Regions from separate parts of the Sus scrofa genome. Here all the other regions are linked to region 1. The links are chromatin contacts, called in public Hi-C maps. All regions are on one chromosome and are shown on one strand. The core of a region is the stretch at or near the end of the contact, and the rest is flanking DNA. Distances in the headings are between cores, read along the strand shown. Region 1 holds the start of PRIM2 (primase (DNA) subunit 2). Region 2 holds the start of ZNF451 (E3 SUMO-protein ligase ZNF451). Region 3 holds the start of BAG2 (BAG family molecular chaperone regulator 2).

The links. A called contact is a pair of places that touch in the nucleus more often than the background predicts.
Region 2: a contact with region 1 is called in a Hi-C map of skeletal muscle, with 2.9 times the contacts expected there. The contact joins the promoter of ZNF451 here to the promoter of PRIM2 in region 1. A contact is called at or near these places in 12 of 47 Hi-C or Micro-C datasets (alveolar macrophages, embryonic fibroblasts, fetal heart ventricle and 5 more) and 2 of 2 datasets of contacts at active chromatin or transcription factors (alveolar macrophages and skeletal muscle).
Region 3: a contact with region 1 is called in a Hi-C map of skeletal muscle, with 8 times the contacts expected there. The contact joins the promoter of BAG2 here to the promoter of PRIM2 in region 1. A contact is called at or near these places in 8 of 47 Hi-C or Micro-C datasets (adipocytes, alveolar macrophages, embryonic fibroblasts and 4 more) and 1 of 2 datasets of contacts at active chromatin or transcription factors (skeletal muscle).

Annotation. Positions count from the first base shown.
Region 1 is chr7:28,547,943-28,551,616 of Sscrofa11.1, forward strand. PRIM2 (primase (DNA) subunit 2) reads right to left here and starts at 1,779. Exons shown (of 14, transcript NM_001244164.1): 1 at 1,708-1,779; 2 at 710-871. The coding sequence starts at 863.
Region 2 is chr7:28,763,729-28,767,402 of Sscrofa11.1, forward strand. It overlaps ZNF451 (E3 SUMO-protein ligase ZNF451), which reads right to left and starts at 1,761. Exons shown (of 15, transcript XM_001924600.5): 1 at 1,513-1,761; 2 at 1,036-1,119. The coding sequence starts at 1,533. LOC100522935 (a long non-coding RNA gene) reads left to right here and starts at 1,819. Exons shown (of 2, transcript XR_304390.3): 1 at 1,819-1,922; 2 at 2,019-2,523.
Region 3 is chr7:28,678,372-28,682,045 of Sscrofa11.1, forward strand. It overlaps BAG2 (BAG family molecular chaperone regulator 2), which reads right to left and starts at 2,126. Exons shown (of 3, transcript XM_003128336.4): 1 at 1,698-2,126. The coding sequence starts at 1,810.

The sequences.
Region 1 (3,674 bases), core at 529-3,028:
TCTCATGCCTCCAAGCCTTCATACAGGCTATTATCTCAGCTTGGAAAAGCCCTTCACTTCTCTGCTGAGAAATTTCTGCTCATCCTTCAAGGTCCAGATCACATTTCAACTTCTAGTAAGAAGTCTTAGTCAGACTGCACTAATCATTCCCACTTCTATGTTTCAATGGCACTATTATTTCCCTCTACTAGAGCACTTAAAATACTAAACTATAATTATTATTATGGATGTCCATCTTCATGAACTAGAATACAGCTTCAACAAAGGTGAGAATTATATTATTCAGCTCAAAATCCCTGTCACCTAAAATATAGTGGCACTCAATAAATACACACAGTACAGTGAATAAAGAATGAACAGTAAAATCTCAATAGAAAATCCTCAATAAATGTGTCGAATGGAAATGAAATTATTCTAATTCAGTCCCACAAAGCATGAGGTTCTCAAGAATATATAAATCCAGAGTTCCCACTGTGGTACAGTGGGTTAAGAACGTGACTGTAGTGGCTCAGGTCTCTGCAGAGGTGTAGGTTCAACCCCCAGCCTGGTACAGCGAGTTAAAGAATTCAGCATTGCCACAGCTGTAGTGTAGGTCACACCTGCAACTCAGATTCAATCTCTGGCCTGGGAACTTCAATATGCCACAGGTGCAGTCATAAAATAAAAATTTTTTAAAAAGAATATATAAATTCAAACTCAAATCACTCACACTTAAGTCTCTCAAAAGCCAAGTTTTCAAACTCTGTCAAAGATATGTTTTCAGAAGGTGGTTGCAAATAAAACTGAAGGCTATGTGGATAGCAAGCATTCCTTTGGTCATCTGCCAACCTCAGTTTCCTCCGCTTTCCTCCAAAAAACTCCATCTTGGTACCTTGGAAGAAAGCAAAAAAAAAAAGTTAAAATGATTGAAAGTGGAGTTAGAAACAAAAATGCAAAAATAACTCCACATGCACAGAGGGGAAGATAGCTGAGTTGAAGCATGCGCAAAGTGTTAACAGTAGCATCCCTGAGTCACGTCTTCTGTGTGTTCCACCCTTTCCACAACACATCTGTAACACCTGTGTAAAGCCGGTGGGAAAGCGGTGTGAGCTGAGGAGACACAGGCAGTGGTCCTGACTTCCAGCAACATCAATGTCAGATGACGCTGCCTGGTCACTTAGAGGACTGTGTGCCACCACCCTTAGGTCTTTGCCGTCCCAAGAATTCATGGGAGTTGCAGTCCTGAATTGGAGGAAACCAGGGTTGATTCTGGCTACCGAGCCTCAGTGGACCGGGTCCAGCTATCCGCTTCCCACCTTAGGACCCTGGCAGACAGACAGCGATCTTTGGAGTTACGGGTGTCGGAACCCTCCTCAGCAGCCCCCCTCAGAAGCATCCTCAGTAGCCCTCCTATCAGCCCCCCTCAGCAGTATCTTCAACAGCATCCTCAGCTGCACCCCCAATCAGCGCCCCTCAGCAGCCCCCCTCAGAGCATCTTCAGCAGTCCCCCCCCCTCAGCAGCATCCCCAGGAACCCAGCGAAGACCCCGCCCCCTCCCCTTCCCCCCATCCCCGGGCGGTCAATCAGCCCCGGGGACACTGATGAGCGACCCATACCCTATACCCGCCCTCGGCGCCCGTCGCCCCAAAGCTCTCGTCCCTTTTCCAGACTAGCAAGCCTCCACACCAGGATTGCTGCCCGCCCTAAACCCGCGGTGGTGCCTCTAACCTGCAACCACAGCAAACGTGAAGCCGAACAAACCCAAACAACCGCTTTTCCCGAGTGGCGGGAGAGTTCATATGGGGCCGGAAGCGGAAGTTGCTGGGCCCCAGGCCCTCCCTCCGAGGTCCCGCCCATGCGCGGGCCTGCGCATGCTCTGTGCGGTGCTGGGTGTAGACGGGATCGTTGCAGCAGGTTAAAAACGTTTCACGTGTCTTGGGCTGTGCTCCCCGTGCGTGGAACCGCTAGCTCTAGAGAGGAGAAGCTGGGAAGCGGCCCGACCTGGAGCGGGCGAGCGCTGAGGGCGGGGCCGAGCGCGCATCCACCCGGCGGCGCGGTCCTCCTGCACCCGCCCCCTGCTTAGGGACTCTGGTCAATCTTCCAGGAACCCTGTAAGGAGGGTCGTGTGGCCCCGGTTGTACAGACGCGAAAGCAGGAACTTGCCCATCTCCGTACAACACCTAATCTTTTTTCTCATGGACGGCAGCCCCCACGCGGTCGGGTTCTATGCCCAGTGCACTCCCCACCAACGACTCGTGCACGGCGAGCGCCCCGCAGAGTGTCTGGAGTGAGCTGGATCTGAAGTGAGCTGGAATGAATGAGTGCATGCGTGCATACGGAAGTTGCTCCGGGTCTACAAATGAGGCGCAGAGGCGAGCAGGTGCAAAACCCTGAGGAGAAAGTGGATCTGCGGCTGCAAGCTGGGAGCCACACCAGCTCCGCGATGTGCTCTAGACACTTTTCCAGAGCGGGAAATAAACTTCACTTGAGGCCTCCAGGGGGCGGGCGTGTCTCGCTTACCAAAGTAGCAGTGGCAGGCTCTAGTAAAGATGGGAGGTGAGGAGCGCTCTGAAATGTTTAAAATTTTAGAAATGCCAACTGTACTGAAACAATGTCAAGCTTCAGAGCACCTATCCAGCCTCCACCAGGACTTGCTCTAAGGAACTTAACAGATCAATTCATTTTATTCCAATAACCATCTGAAGTTGGTTCTATTATTAACCCATTTGAAAGATAAGGAAACCTAGAACAGAGACGCTAAGTGACATAAAGATCACATAGTAAGTGGGAGAGCTAGATTCAAAGTCTGGGAGACACTGCAAGCACCACAGTGCTAACCACCAGGCTGTGCCAATTCCACTAACATACCATTCCTCACCTTAATTCCTTCTTGCATCAGACACATAAATAATACCACCTGGTCTGATGAAGACACCTGAAAGCATAAGGACTGCCTGAAAAAAACCTTGATCACAGACCGTAAAAACATTTATATGAATGTTATTCTGATCTCTGGATAGAGAAGGAATTTAAATATCCCATTGTGGCTCAGTGGGTTAGGATTCAACATAGTCTCCGTGAGGATGTGGGTTGGATCCCTGGCCTCTCTCAGTGGGTTAAGGATCTGTCATTGCCACAACTCGTGATGTAGGTCACAGATGCCCCTCGGATCTGGTGTTTCCGTGGCTTGGCACAATCTGAAGCTGCAGTTCCAGTTTGACCACCAGCCTGGGAACTTACATGTGCTTCAGGTGCAACCATAAAAATTTTTTTTAAATTTTTTTTTAAAAGTATCTAAAGATCTGACTATAAAAACATAAAATTTGGGGGAATTCCTGTAGTGGTTCAGGGGACTACAAACCCAACTAGTATCCATTAGTGTTCGGGTTCAATCTCTGGCCTTGCTCAGTGGGTTAAGGATCTGGTGTTGCCCAGAGCTGTGGTGTAGGTTGCAGATGTGGCTTGAATCCTGTGTTGCTGTGGCTATGGCGTAGGCCAGCAGCTGCAGCTCCCATTCAACCCCTAGCCTAGAAAACTCCATATGCTTCAGGTGCGGCCCTAAAAAGACAGAAGACCAAAAAAAAACAAAAAAAAGAAAAAGGCTAATACCATGTAAAAAACTTATGTAAATTAACTGGGAAAAATCATAAGACACAAATGGAAAAAGAATAGCAATAAATAACCCATAGGCAAAA
Region 2 (3,674 bases), core at 511-3,010, 220 kb after region 1:
CCCACAAAAACACAACAATGGATCATCACACTGGCCTGACTTTGTGGTACATAGAGGACATTGCCTAATAATCAGTTTTTCAAAACCGTCCAAACCCAGCAAACACAGGTGCACCTCAGACAGTATATTAAAGAAAGATTATACACCTTTAACAGCAAACCTCAACTAACTACAGTTCATTCAAAACGAGCAGTTTACAGTAGAAAACTGCTTTAGCAAACTAAGACACTAGTTTAAGCAGAGGCTTTGTAAAACAGTTCGGGGTGGAAATTATCCCAAAATCTATCCTAGCACCCCCTTCCGTTTTTGGAACCAATCTTTACAAAGTGTGTTCAGAGAGTCATAGACCCCTGCCTCTGTGCCTAAAGGAAGATTCCTAGGCCCTCCCCTCTCCAAATTGATTCCACAGATCTGGACTGGGGTCCAGGAATCTATAAGTGTCCACTTGCTAATGCTTGAAAGGTACTGTGCTGCTGCTGAAGAGAATAAACACACAGACAGGGACCCTGTGCTCCTGCTGATGCAGGCGTTGCATTGTGAACATCACCTGCTGCTCTGTGCTGTAGCAGGATGATCTCAGAGCCTGGGGGGTCTTCAAGCTATCTGCCTGTGCACTAGGGATACACCCAGGCTCCGAGTCCCAGTTCCTGCAGCCTTTCTTGTTTTCCACTTCCTTCACCATCACCAGGGGTCCTTCTCCCTAACCTGTGTGGCACCTTTTAGAAGCTGCTCTTGTCCCGTTTCTAAACACAGCCTTAGGAAACCAGAACCTGGCACACCTTAAGTATCAAACGGTTCCAAGCGAAGGGGGAGAAGCGTGACTCAGGGTACAACAGGAACTGCAGGCCACAGTCTTTCTGGTGGCTGCTCAGAGACTCTGTGGGTATATTCCCTAATCCTGGGCCATGCCCCAAGGTGTCCAGTCCCCATCAGACAGTCACACGTGCCTTGTGAACGATGCACCGACAGGTGAGGGTTAATCACATCAGGGTTCAGCGTGCTGACTCGGAAAACCCGACCGTCGTGGCTACTTACACTGACAAACTGAATGTCATCTTCATTTTCCTCCGGGGTGGACTCGGACGCCTCAGGCCCAGCTGGAGGGACAGATTCTATCATCTATAAAAAGAAGCCAAGACACGCTGACCGACACAGCCACACACTTGCAAGAGATTTTTCCAAAAGGCACAAACTAGGGAAGGTCTCGAGAGGCCCGGCCGACCCTCCGCATCTCCGTCTCGGCGAGAAAGGGCGCGCTCGCTCCACCGCAGACTGCTGGCCTCGGCACCCACGCCGCGCCCACGGGCGGGGAGCGCCCCCGAGCCGGGCCGGGCCGGGCCGGGTCGGGCGGCCATTGTGGCTGCCAGGCCCTCGCCCCAGGTGTCTCACCCCACGTCCGTCGCCCCCTCGCTCCTCGCCCCAGACTCCCCACCACAGGCACCGCGCCTCTCACTCCAGGCCTGCCGCCCCAGGTCTGCCCGTGCACCGCCCCAGGCCGAGCCCGCTACTCACCTCCGACCCTGGGTCTCCCATCTCCCCAAAGGCCCGCCGGACAAAACCAGCGCCGCTGCCGTCCCCGCCACCTCCCCGCCCGCCGTGACCCGCCCCCACGTGCGCGCCAAGCAGCGGACGTTGCCGAGCCGCCGACGCCGCGGGCGGGAAGCGAGGTAGACCGCTTCCCCAAGAGGAGCGGCCTTCTGGGCCCGCAGCGCCGGGGCCGGCCTCACACAATCCCGTCCGCCCGCCTCCGCCGCGCGGGCCGCTGGGAACTGTAGTTCTGGCTGCACAGAGACTGGCTGTTAGCGGACCGAGAGTAAAAGGGCCGGGGGCGCGGCGCGTGCGCGCCTCGGAGTGACGTCACTGTCGCTCGCCGAGCGGTGGGCGGGCTGGGGACTAGAATGGAAGGAGATTTTGGAGATGAGGTTCGTGTGGCTATGGAAGCGAAGCTCACTGATTTGTTTGAGCCCAGAAAGCAGGTGGTGCGAACTAATTGATCAGTTCTCCTTTTTCTCTTTAAGGTTTGGAAGTATGGGTGCTTGGCTGGATTCTAAGATCAGCACGGATCTGAGGCGGCCTCACGCTGCTCATCTGTTCTCCATCTTTAGTCTCCGCCATTCAGAGCCTGTGTTCATGCACCTGAGGAAGAAACCCGGAACCCAGAGCTCTGGTCTCCATATGGAAAGCTGGCGAGGCCACGGAGTCCTGGCCCAGTAGGACAGGGAACCGAGACATCTCTAACTATCACTGAACCCTACCTTCTAAAGATGTTCTCAGATGGATCCTTAATAAAATAGAAGAGTTCACACGCAAAAATCTATAAAATAGTTCACCCATGTTCAAATATGTGTTCTCATTTTCTTTTCACTTACTGCCTTACCAAAAAGCCTCTCTTGTGGAATTCGGTGTCACAGCGGGTTAAGGATCCAGCATTGTCACTGCTGTGGCTCAGGTTGCTGCTGTGGCACAGGTTCCATCCCTGGCCAGGCATGCCATGGGAACAGGCAGAAAAGAAAAAAAAAAAAATTTTTTTTTTGAAACCTACTAAGATTTATTATAAGAGACATGCCTATCGTTCCCATCAGGCCAGGTTTGTTTGGCTTGGTGTAGCAAATGACAAACTAGGCAAAGCTTAATGGTCTCTCCAGAGATCCAGGTTGGGTGATTTTGTTTGTTTGTTTGCCTTTTAGGGCCCAACCCGCAGCATGTGGAAGTTCCCAGGCTATGGGTGGAATCAGAGCTATAGCTGCCAGCCTAGGCCACAGCAACGCAGGATCCCAGCCTCATCTGCAACCTACACCACCACTCGTGGCAACTCCAGAACTTTAACCCACTGAGGGAGGCCAGGGATTGAACCCCACATCCTCATGGATCCTAGTCGGGTTCATTAACTGCTGAGCCGCAAAGTGAATTCCCAAGATTGGGTGATTTTTAAGGTCAGTCTCTGTGTTAGGGAACTGGTTAAATGTCAAAGAAACAGATTGGTTCAGAGTTCAAAACGGAGACTTTTAACCATGGGAAAAGGTTTTTTGTGTGACAGGAAATTTTTTTTATGCTTCACTTGGACTGTGGATCTATTATTTTGCTTTCAGTTGAGATCTTGAAGGGAACAATTATTGGGTTCGATAACACCTCTAATTCAGTTCTCTTAGACTTGGTTGGAAGCAGCATTACAGTAGATTTCCAGATGTATATCATTGATACCATGCTGATATTCTTCCTTCAACTCATTGTACCAAGTAAGTGCAAGCTCAACCTAACTCCCTGTGCCACAACGGGAACTCCTCGATCAGTAATTATTGAGAAAAGCATTTTGGAATTTCCAGTTATAACTGTGGACATGTCTGTTTCTCCTTATTTCCACAAGTTTTGCTTCGTGTGTCTTCAAGCTCTGCTATTTGGTACTTAGAGCTTTACAATTGTCTCCGTGATGAATTGATCCTTTTATCATTATGGAATTCTTTGTTTTGAAATCTTTCGAGACCTAGGGTCCCCTAATTCAGTCTGTGTAATTTTGAGTGGCCCTTGATTTCAGAGGTCACACACACACACCCCCACACACTCACCCCCCCCCCAAGCACCACAGCCTTCAAATCCCACCAGCATTACATTGCACTTAAGGTGGGGGCTTATCTACTAAACTGATTATCTGAATGCCTGCTTGACCCCACTGTTAG
Region 3 (3,674 bases), core at 876-3,375, 130 kb after region 1:
AGCAGGTCCAGCCACGGGAAGCACTGCTCTCCCCTTATTCCATCTGTGTCATTCCCAGCAGGACCCCAGAACCAGTCTGGGTTCTGGTTTCCATTACTACCCACAAAATCATGATGGTGGAGAATTTATTTTCTTTTTTTTTTTTTCATTTATAATGATATTTCTTCCATTATAGCTGGTTTACAGTGTTCCGTCAATTTTCTACTGTACAGCAAGATGACCCAATCACACATACAGGTATACATTCTGAATTTATTTTCCGAGAAGACATTGTTTCTTGCCATCATCATCAATAACAAATTTCAAATGATAAATACTAAATTTTAAAATGATTAATATAGGCCTCACTTGCTTAATGCTAATTGATAAATAATAAATGCCTCATTCAGTTAATCATGATAAATAATGAAGAAATGCCTCATTTGGTTATTAGTGTACTTTATGAGTCATAAGACCCCTCCCGTTTTGGTGTATTAATCAAGGGAGGTAAAGGCAATTCTTGAAATGTCTACCTTACCTACTCCTTTGCTCATCCAGAACCTGGTGCAAACTATGGAAAAAAATGCGGAGGTTTAAGGGAGTTGTGGGTGCCCCAGTTAAGATTTTCATAAAACTACACTTGCACACAATTTATACAGTAGCTTTTGTGACCTGAACCTTTACGAGAAGTACATCAACGTTTTCATACATTGTGGAAAGAGAAAAGTAGGTCCAAAACTTCTTGCATAGGCTTTAGGCATCCCAAGGAGCCTACCACCCCATCTGCCGCTAGGAGAGTCCCTGGCCACCCGGTTCTACAGGAACTGACAGCACAGCCTGGAAAGAATTCAGACGAGCAGGAATGAGGAGGCTCTGCGCTCTGGGAAAACTGGCGGAACAGGCCCACAGAGAGAGATTTTCAGGAAAATTTAATGAACCCAGATTCTTGCATCTTCCCACACGCAGAAAAGCACTAAAACCATTGAGGACACATCTGCTCTCCCGACCAGCAGCGACCTTCTATCAAAACGTGCGCTCGCCCATCTACCCCGCCCTCAAGTCCCCTCCGTGGGGCCGGGGCGGCGCTAGAGGCCCCCCCACACCCCCAGGTGCTCAGCACGCCCCCCAACAGCGCAGCTCGGGCCCCCTCACGCGGCTTTATTTCAAGCCACACGTTGATTCCTTATTAAAACCTGAATCAGCTAAGAGTGGAAACAGGTGACCCCTGTGGTTTCGGGCCAGCAAACTGCACTTGGAAGGTGGGAGCGGCTCTTGGTGGGGGGAGCCCGGCGCCGGGAAAAACGCAGAGGGGACCGGGCGGGCGCCCCACAAGTGCCCTCGCCCCGCCCCGCCTTGGGATCCGATGGGGCCCCGAAGCTTTATTCTGAGATATTGCTCTTAAGTGTTGGAAGCAAAAGAATGGATCACTGACCTTGGGACCATTAGACCGCCACCCGTTCAGAAAGAGCATCTCAGGGAGACCCGACCGAACCCCTGGCGTGCAGAAGGTTCTGGAAGCTCCGCGGACCCGCGGTGTCAGCCCAGCCCCAACCGCCAGCGGCGTCCCTACCCTTCACCTCCTCGGCTTCCCCCGCTCCCGCGCAGGCAAGAGCGCGGCCGCCGGGACGCGGGGCCAAGGGACCGCCGGACGGACAGGCTAGCGAGTGCCCCAGGGCCGGGGTCCGACCGCGCCCGGATCCGCCCGCCGCCCCGCACACCTGAGCTCCAGCTGGTCCAGGCTCTCCAGCAGGCGGCTGGAGCGGTCGGCCATGGACGAGGAGCGGCAGAAGCGGCCCTCGTTGGCCTTGGCGCTGATCCTCGCCTGAGCCATCTGCGCCCGGAGGCCCGAGGTCACCGCCGTCACCGCGCCGCACGCCTCTCTCTGACGCGCCGCCCGCGCCCGGGCTGGGGATCCGCGGTCTGGGTGGGGACTGGGGGCCAGGGGACTGGGGGTCGGGGGGCGCGGGTGGTCGAGCAAGGACTGGGGTCCGGACGACTGGGGGCCAGGGAACCGGGGCTCCAGACGCCAGGGGAACCCAGGGGCGCGGGGCGCTGGCTGACCGCGCGCGGGCGGTAGGAGGAAGCCGGGCGGCCTGCGGGGCGGCTCACGTGGCGTCGGGCCCGCTCTTCGCCTGGAACACCGCCCCCAGGGCGGAGCCCGCGCCCCCGGCCCGGCCCGGCCCAGCCCAGCCCGCCCTCCCGCCTCCCGCGCGCAGAGCCGGGCCGCCGGGGCCGTGTCGCCCGACCTGCCTGGCCACCAGGCCCTCTCCGGAGATGAGAACGAGGCTAATAGAGCGCGCGAGAAAAGGCGCCCCTCTTACCACCCAGCGGGACGTAGGAAGGTGAACTTCCTTTATTTTCAATGACTTTCTTCTGTTCAAAAGTTATTTGCTGGAATTTAAGTGAAATGGTTAAGACCCTTTCACACCCAACTTATTTAAATCTCCTGTTAGGAAAAGATGCCGTAGGCCACGAGGTCAGACACCATGAAGGTCAGTACAAGTGGAGTGAATGTTGTGGGGAGCTCGCTGCTTCACGCTGCAAGAATGAGAAGGTACAGGGCACTTCAAGTGGAGATAATAACACTTTAAAGCTGGATCACAACCTTTAATCTGAGATCAAAGCCATGTAAATAAGTGAACAGAGATGAAGCCCTTAAGGCTGGATGGCAATTTTTCTGAACTTAGACTCCATGTCGATGAATTGTTGCTGGAGGGGAATATTTGACATCATTAAGTATATTCTCTCATATCATGACACGAACAAAGAATCCTTCCACTTTTGGAGAATGGAAGTCTATCAGGTGACTTCAGCATCACCCTGGACTCTCATGCCAGAGACCCAGTCCCCTCCCCTTCAGGGTGCACCCAGCCTGCCTTCCCTCCTGGACCAGTGGCCTGCCCTCCCACTTGCACCCCTGCTTCTGCTCTCAGCTGTTTGCACTCAACACAGCCCCACAGCAGTCCAAGTACAGCAGGTCACACCACTTACTCTCAGAAACCTTCAGGGCTCCTCCTTTCCAGGGTCTTCAGAAAAGGTCTCTAAGGATGCCACCTTGCATTGCCCTCTGAGCTCATCCTGCTCTTCTAGACCTTTTCACCCTCTTCCTAGAGCTCGCCCACCTTCAGGTCTCCTGAGCTTCACCTGGTCAGGGTCCTTCCCGACCACCCTGTTGGAAATAACTGCCTCCCCCTGCCCAGCCCCATGCTCTCCCCCCTTCCCTGTTTCACTATCTTATCATTCGAGGTTCTATCCAACCCCCTCCCCGAGTGCTCCAGAGTGGGGGCTTTGTGTGTGTGTGTGTTGGGGGGGGATCTCAAGTGCCGAGAACAGTGGCGAACACATGGTAAGTAGCCAAGAATACTTTGTGAGTGGGTGAACAAATAAATGATTTGAAAGAAATTGAAAAGAAAAAAATGATGCTCTTTAAATTGAGCCCCAGCCTGCTGAGTATCAGAGCTGCACTTGCCAAGGGAGCCCAGAACAAACCCGTGTCTTGTTCCCCAGCGATGTCAGAGAGGAGAGCCAGGCCAGCAGGCGGGTAAGAAATAGGACAAAGGGCTGGGCTGGTAGGACACCAAGGATCCAAAAAAAAAACCCCACCTTCTTAACTGAGGAATTTTTATTTAAGAGAATCAATGATACCACTGAGCAGATGCTACCAATACATTATCTATATATCCTTCTTAGAATAA